Linked DNA regions of Sus scrofa: region 2 is linked to region 1. Evidence: chromatin contacts called from public HiChIP or PLAC-seq data. All regions are on one chromosome and are shown on one strand. Each heading gives the region's core, a stretch centred on a gene start, on an enhancer-like site or on the middle of the called end of the contact. The rest is flanking DNA. Distances are from core to core; before and after follow the strand shown.

Evidence for each region. HiChIP or PLAC-seq counts read pairs in DNA pulled down with a chosen protein or histone mark.
Region 2: an H3K27ac HiChIP or PLAC-seq map of skeletal muscle shows a contact between it and region 1. The contact joins the promoter of TMEM120B here to the promoter of RHOF in region 1. A contact is called at or near these places in 2 of 5 promoter capture datasets (fetal skeletal muscle and liver), 7 of 47 Hi-C or Micro-C datasets (blood, embryonic fibroblasts, heart right ventricle and 2 more) and 2 of 2 datasets of contacts at active chromatin or transcription factors (alveolar macrophages and skeletal muscle).

Annotation. Positions count from the first base shown.
Region 1 is chr14:30,894,812-30,897,965 of Sscrofa11.1, forward strand. It overlaps RHOF (ras homolog family member F, filopodia associated), which reads left to right and starts at 1,589. Exons shown (of 5, transcript NM_001123190.1): 1 at 1,589-1,726; 2 at 2,033-2,120. The coding sequence starts at 1,589.
Region 2 is chr14:30,955,904-30,959,057 of Sscrofa11.1, forward strand. TMEM120B (transmembrane protein 120B) reads right to left here and starts at 1,447. Exons shown (of 13, transcript XM_021073234.1): 1 at 1,164-1,447. The coding sequence starts at 1,432.

The sequences.
Region 1 (3,154 bases), core at 339-2,838:
CTCAGAGGCAGGAACACAATTCCCTCTCAATAAACTTGTGCTGCAAAAAAGGAATGAATGGATGGCTGTTAATTCGTCCAGGAGTGCTTGACCCAGCAAATGTCTTCTGGCCCAGGGACAGGAAAAGGCTTTCCACTTAACTACTTTGAGCTGGCCCTTCTCTTCCCAGCGCTGGGCTCTTTGGGGACTTCCAGGGGTGGTCGCTGCTGCCATCTGGTGATCAGATCAGGCCTTGCAGCTGTTGAAAACCTCCACCTGGCATTTATGGAACTGCCAGGTTGGCAGTTTCCTTTCCGTAGTAGAGTTTACCTGATCCTTGTTGAGAACTTGGAAGTGGGGAATCTTCCAGGTGAAGTGGGGTTAAGAAGATCCTGAGTGCTGCCAGCCCTTTCCTGAGGGAACTACTAGTGGTCCTACCCAGCTGGGAAAGACCTCTCTCGCCTAGCCATGTCTGGGTACTTGCTTGGCATGTACTTGCTCCAGGGGTTCCCTCTGCCACTCCTGACCTCTGGGCAAAAGACAGCCCGAGGTCGCAAGGAGGTAAGGGTTGGAAGGCAGGGGTGATCTCAGCCAGCCATCCTGAGAGTACCTGTCCAGGGCCAAGGCTCAATAAATAGCTTTGGTGAGGAGTTGGGAGGGATGGGGAGAGAGCTTGGGATTAAGGATGTGTGTGGCTGCTGGCTGAAGAACACAAATTTCTTTGTGGGAGAGGGGTTGTTAGTCTCCAAAGTGGGCAGAACAGGGCCCAGCTGATCTCAACTAGATCTACCCTCGCTTTCCCCGTTCCCTCCTCGACGAAGTCTTGCTTGGTTCACGGTTCTGGGCCTTGCTAGAAAGAGGCTTCAGCTTGCGTGGTTTGGGGCCAACCCTCGAAAGGGTATTGTTCTGGGGCCGCTCACCTGTTTCCAAATTCGCGGCGCCGAGGCAATCGCCCGGCAGAGGGCGCCAGACCTCCACCTTTGGGGGCGGAGTGATAGGTAAGCGTAACTGCTGATCCCCGCACACAAGCAGGTATCTGATGGGCAGACACGACCTCCATACCCTGATCTTCCCTGGCACCGCCGACGCTACTTTCTTGGGGGAGAGGTCAGACTTCCCCTAGGCCACCTAGTTGGGGCGGGGCAAAGCTGAGAGCTTGAGATCTAGACTCCTCGAACCCGCTGGGAGACAATCCGCCAATCAAAGGGTCCTTGTCGGATTGGAGGAGGCCGAGTCGGCCTATCAGAGGGTCCGTGCCCGAAGACAGTCTGCCAATCAAAGGTGCTGGGTAGGGAGGAATGGAAACGTCGTATCTTGCCGGTTGGGGGCGCGCCGTGACTAGTGGGGGGGGAATAGGAGCTGCGCTTGCGGCTGAGCGCTTTTTCAGTTGCCTCAGTTTCCCTGGGAATGAAAAGTGAAGACTGGCCTGAGACCCTAGCAGGAAGGAAACAGGCTGGGAGGTCGACCCGGTTGACTGCCTGGCGGAGGTGGTGTCTTTTTCCGAGGGCGGGGCTCATTTTAGCCCCGCCTCCGGGCCCGCCCCCGCTTCGTTCGCTCAACCCCAGCGCTCTTCCCTGCGCGCTGCCGCCAGTGCTGCCGGCTGCGGGCTATGGACACCCCTGGGGCCCCGGCCCCGACCGCCGCGCCAGGCCCGGGCCGGAAGGAGCTGAAGATTGTGATCGTGGGCGATGGCGGCTGCGGCAAGACTTCATTGCTCATGGTGTACAGCCAGGGCTCCTTCCCCGAGGTGAGGCCCGCCCCGGGGTGGGGGGGAAGACTGGAGGCAGGTAGGTTAGGGGCGGTGGGGATGGACTTGGGACCACTGGGGACGAGGAACGGTCTTCAGCTTGAGCCCCGGGTCCAGGTCCTCAGCATCCTGCGCACGGAGAAGCGGCTGTCACCCCGGGGCGCCCCCTCGGGAATTCCAGAGCCTAGCAAAGAGATGTCTGGGCCCAGCAGAATGAGGGGATGAAGGTGGAGGATGGGGGTCCAGTTGGGCCCTGGGCTCCCGTCGCACCCCTTAAGAACCACAACCCGACCCCTCCTCCGACAGCACTATGCCCCATCCGTGTTCGAGAAGTACACAGCCAGAGTGACGGTGGGCAGCAAGGAGGTGACCCTGAACCTCTACGACACTGCCGGTGAGTGCGCCTGCGCAGCCGGGGTCCTAGGGTCTGCCGGAAGGGTTTCCCTGACCGGCATCCCCCGCGGAACGTCCCCGCCCTCCAGTCTCTCTGGGGCTCTGACATCCTGTCACTCCTGGAGGCCGCGGAGGGGCGCTGGCTGGGAGCCAGTTGACCACCGCCTAGCTGGGTGGTGCTGGAGGCCGAGTATTTGGAGGAGGTGAGCTCCAGGGGCACCTCCTAGTGCTGATGTCCTCCCGGGAGCTCACAGCTTCGTTCCTCTCCTGTGGTTCTAGAAAGCCGTGGGCTTTGCTTCTGCTTACCAAAGTTTCAGGATTTTGTGTGCTACATGCTGTGATCTCTTAAGATTCCGTGGGCTTCAGATTTGAGTCCCCTGGTGCGTACGATTCAGTGGGCTGCATTTCTGGGTCCTATGTTCCAGAATACTCTGTGACTCCAGGATTCTGTGGCCAGCAGTCCTGAGGCTCCAGGGCCCTATGGGTATAAATTCTGAATCTCGTGTTTCTGGGATTCCATGGGCATGGATCTGGAACTCTGTGATCTACAATTTTGAGCCTGTGATTCTAGAATTCTGTGGCTACAGTTCTGTTTCTTCTTGGTTCCCTGGGAAGGAATCAGGCCCTGAAGAAGGAACAGAGCTGTGGCGGGGGGAGGGGGGGGGCGGTTGGCTGGCAAAATAAGGCTCTCTGCCACCTGCAGCTCCTAAGGCAAGTGTATTTATGCTAATTGCGGCACAGTCATTATCCTTCCTATTGTTGGGGGATGGGTGGGAAGAGCATGGCCAATGGAAGGATTTGGGTACCTAGTACCCTGGGGGAGCTTCCATGCTGCCCTGACTCCCCTCTTGGCTGAATCAGCACTAGGGGCAAAGGTCAGGATTCCCAGCTGGGGCCTCACCCAGCCTCTGTGACTCAGTGTTTAGTGACCTGTGTGGAACCATGTCATCAGGTGCTCCTTGCCCTGTTAGCCAGGCCTTGTATGTTGGAGGTGAAGTCTTCTGACTGGCCTTGGATGGGGCTAAAATCCAGGAT
Region 2 (3,154 bases), core at 197-2,696, 61 kb after region 1:
GGATCTGGTCCCTTACTCTCTGAGCATGCCTCAAACAGTACCCTTCCTTCTCAATCTCTTCAGCAACCCTCTCTCTATTCATCAGGACCTAGAAAGACTCATCACAGACACCCTTGCCAATCTCCCTGCTCCCTCCTCTGGACACAGTAAGAGGCCAACCAACTGCAGGTAAGAGCTACATGGACAGGAAATGTCACTGCTCCAGCTGAGGCTAGGAAGGAGTGGGCTGCTGGTGCTCCACATGATTTCAGGCAAACAGAGCCCAATTCTGGAGAAAACAAACACAATCCAGTAGCTCCGGAGGGAACAGCCCCATCTCCAAAAACTGCCCAGACATCCCTCTTGGCCAACCCCAAGGTTTCTTAAGGTGTCTCTGGTTAGCAGAAAAGGTGGCTGAGGCCTCTGTGAACCTCCTATCAGGCCATACTCTCAAGGGGCCTCTCTTACACCCACCCTCACCCCACCCAGTATAAGACCCTGGGCCAAAGGGGTGAGAGCTGAGCCCTCTATCACTTAGGGAAGCAACCTAGGTCAGAACTGACAGATGTCATCCACAACGCCAAACTCGGCCTGTAGCAGCGTCAGAGAGACAGACACAGACACAGGAGCCCCAAAGACTGAGAACAGGGTCTCTCACCCTTACGCAAAGCTTGTGGGTTCAAGGTGAATGGCTCCCAAGCACATCTACCAAAATAGAGTTGCAGAGGACCGGGCTGCCCCGCCAGAGTAAAGGGGGACCTCAGCTGCCAAAACAGCTGGTGGGCGGCAGTGAGGTTTGGGGAGACCCTGGGGGAGATGGGGGCTGGGCTTGCACTTTGAGTCCCGGCACATACCTGTCCCCTCAGGCCTCCCCAACATGGACACGCCTGGAACTTCCCCTCAGAGGCCACCGACCAACTTTCTACAGCGAAGGAGGTGTACGGAGCAAAGAGCCGGTGCGAGGGCGGGGGAATCCAGGGCTTCGACCCGGCGCCCCAGGTGGATGAAGAAATGAAGTCCAGGGAGACGAGAGGGAGCTGGCCCACGAGGACCACCAGCCCCCAGGGCCTAGCCGGGGAAACCCTCTGGGCCCTGCTGGTTCCCCCTGTCCTGGCTGGCGAAGCAGGAAGGGGAATACACTACACGTCAGGTAGCAGTTTCGGGACCAGGTGGCCCGGTCCTACCTGCAGTTCCTGAAATTCTCCCTCCAGCTCATGCCACTCGCGCTCGCAACGCTCCAGCTGGCCGGACATGGTGCAGCGGTGCGAGGCGGCGGCGGTGGCTCCCGCAGCGTGGCGCGGCGGGCCACCAGCACCTCACGCCAGTCCGCTCGCCGGCCGCCTTCAGAGGCACCAGCTGTTCCTGCGCAGCCGGAGCCACGCGCGCACCTGACGTCACAGCCCCCGCCCCGGCTCCCGCCCCACCCCCTCTCCGGGAGGCAAGCCCCGGGCATGCGCACGCACCTCCTCCGGCTCCGCCCCCGCACGCCGCGCGCCTGCCGGGCGATTGCTGTAGCTTTGCAGGATTTGGCACACTCTGCAGCTACCCCCTTGGGAATGCTTCTCCGCCTCCAGAATCTCTCTGGCCTGGTTCTGGGCCGGGTGTGTGTGTCTTGTCCGCAAGCCGCATTCATAGAGCTTATTTTACTTAGATCGCGTGTATTTGAAGGGCTAGGGTCGAAAGGGAAAAAGGAAACGGGAGAAGTGAAAGGTCACCACCCCTTGGCATTGCCTTCACTGAGCCAAAGCCAACGACAGCCTATAATTCTAGAACTGATATTGACCGTCCAGCAAGGTCGCCAGGCAGCGCAGGGCAGCGCCCTGTCATCTCGTATTGTCATTATTTACTGCAACTAATACATCCTAGATCCTGCCCTCTAAGACTCTGGGTCACTCTCTTGACAGCTGTTTCTGTCAATCAAACAACACAACCATCTCAATGCTAACTGAATCCAAATTCCGTCCTCAGCACGATCCTGCAAGATTTATCCCTGCCTAGCTTTCCAGTGACATTTCCTTTCTCACCCACCCTAGATCAATACTCTCCAGCCACATTTTTTTCTTCCTGCCCTTGCCTGGAACAGTTTTCCCTCTAAATGTTCATATGGTTGCCTTTTTCTCATCATTCTAGCCTTAGGTCAAATAATACCTGTATTAGTTTCCTAGGGCTGCCCTAACCACAAACTGGATGATGTCCCACAAACTGAGTGGCTTAAACAGAAATGTATTCTCTCACAGTTCTGGAGGCTAGAAGTGAGAAATCAAATCGGCAAGGTCATGCTCCCTCTGAGACTCTGGGTAGAATCTTTCCTTGGTTCTTCATAGCTTAAGGTGGTGGCCATCAATTCTTAGCATTCCCTGGCTCTCACTTCACCTCTCCAATCTCTGTCTCTCTTTACATGGCCTCCTTCCCTGTGTGTCTGTCTCTGTGAGTCCTTTCCTCTTATAAGGACACAAATCTCCTTGGATTAAGAGTTCACCCGACTCCAGCATGAACTCATCTCAGTTTAACTAATTATATTTGCAAAGACTGTAGTTCCAAACAAGGTCACTTCTGGTATCCTCTTGTGGTGCAGCAGGTTAAGGATCAGGTGTTGCAGCAGCTCAGGTCATTTCTGTGGCTTGGGTTCAAGTCCCTGGCCCCAGGAACTTCCACATGCTGCAGGCATTGGCAAACAAAACAAAACAAAAACAAATAAGGTCACTCCTGATGTAGTGGGTATTACGATTTCGACATATCTTTCTGAGGGACACAGTCAACCTGTAACAACCTCTGGAAAAACAAACAAACAAAAAAAAAAACCTTTTCCTGAACACCCAGAGGTTCAAGTCTCCTCTCAGTCACTTATATATTATCTGTTTCATTTCCTTCTTCTTCTTCTTCCTTTTTTTTTTTTTTTTTTTTTTTTTTTGTCTTTTTGCCTTTTCTAGGGCCGCTCCCACAGCATATGGAGGTTCCCAGGCTAGGGATCTCATTGGAGCTGTAGCCACCGGCCTACACCAGAGCCACAGCAATGCAGAATCTGAGCCACATCTTCAACCTACACCACAGCTCACAGCAACACCGGATCCTTAACCCACTGAGTGAGGCCAGGGACCGAACCCACAACTTCATGACTCCTAGTCGGATTCCTTAACCACTGCACCACGACGGAAACGCCCTCATTTCCTTCTTA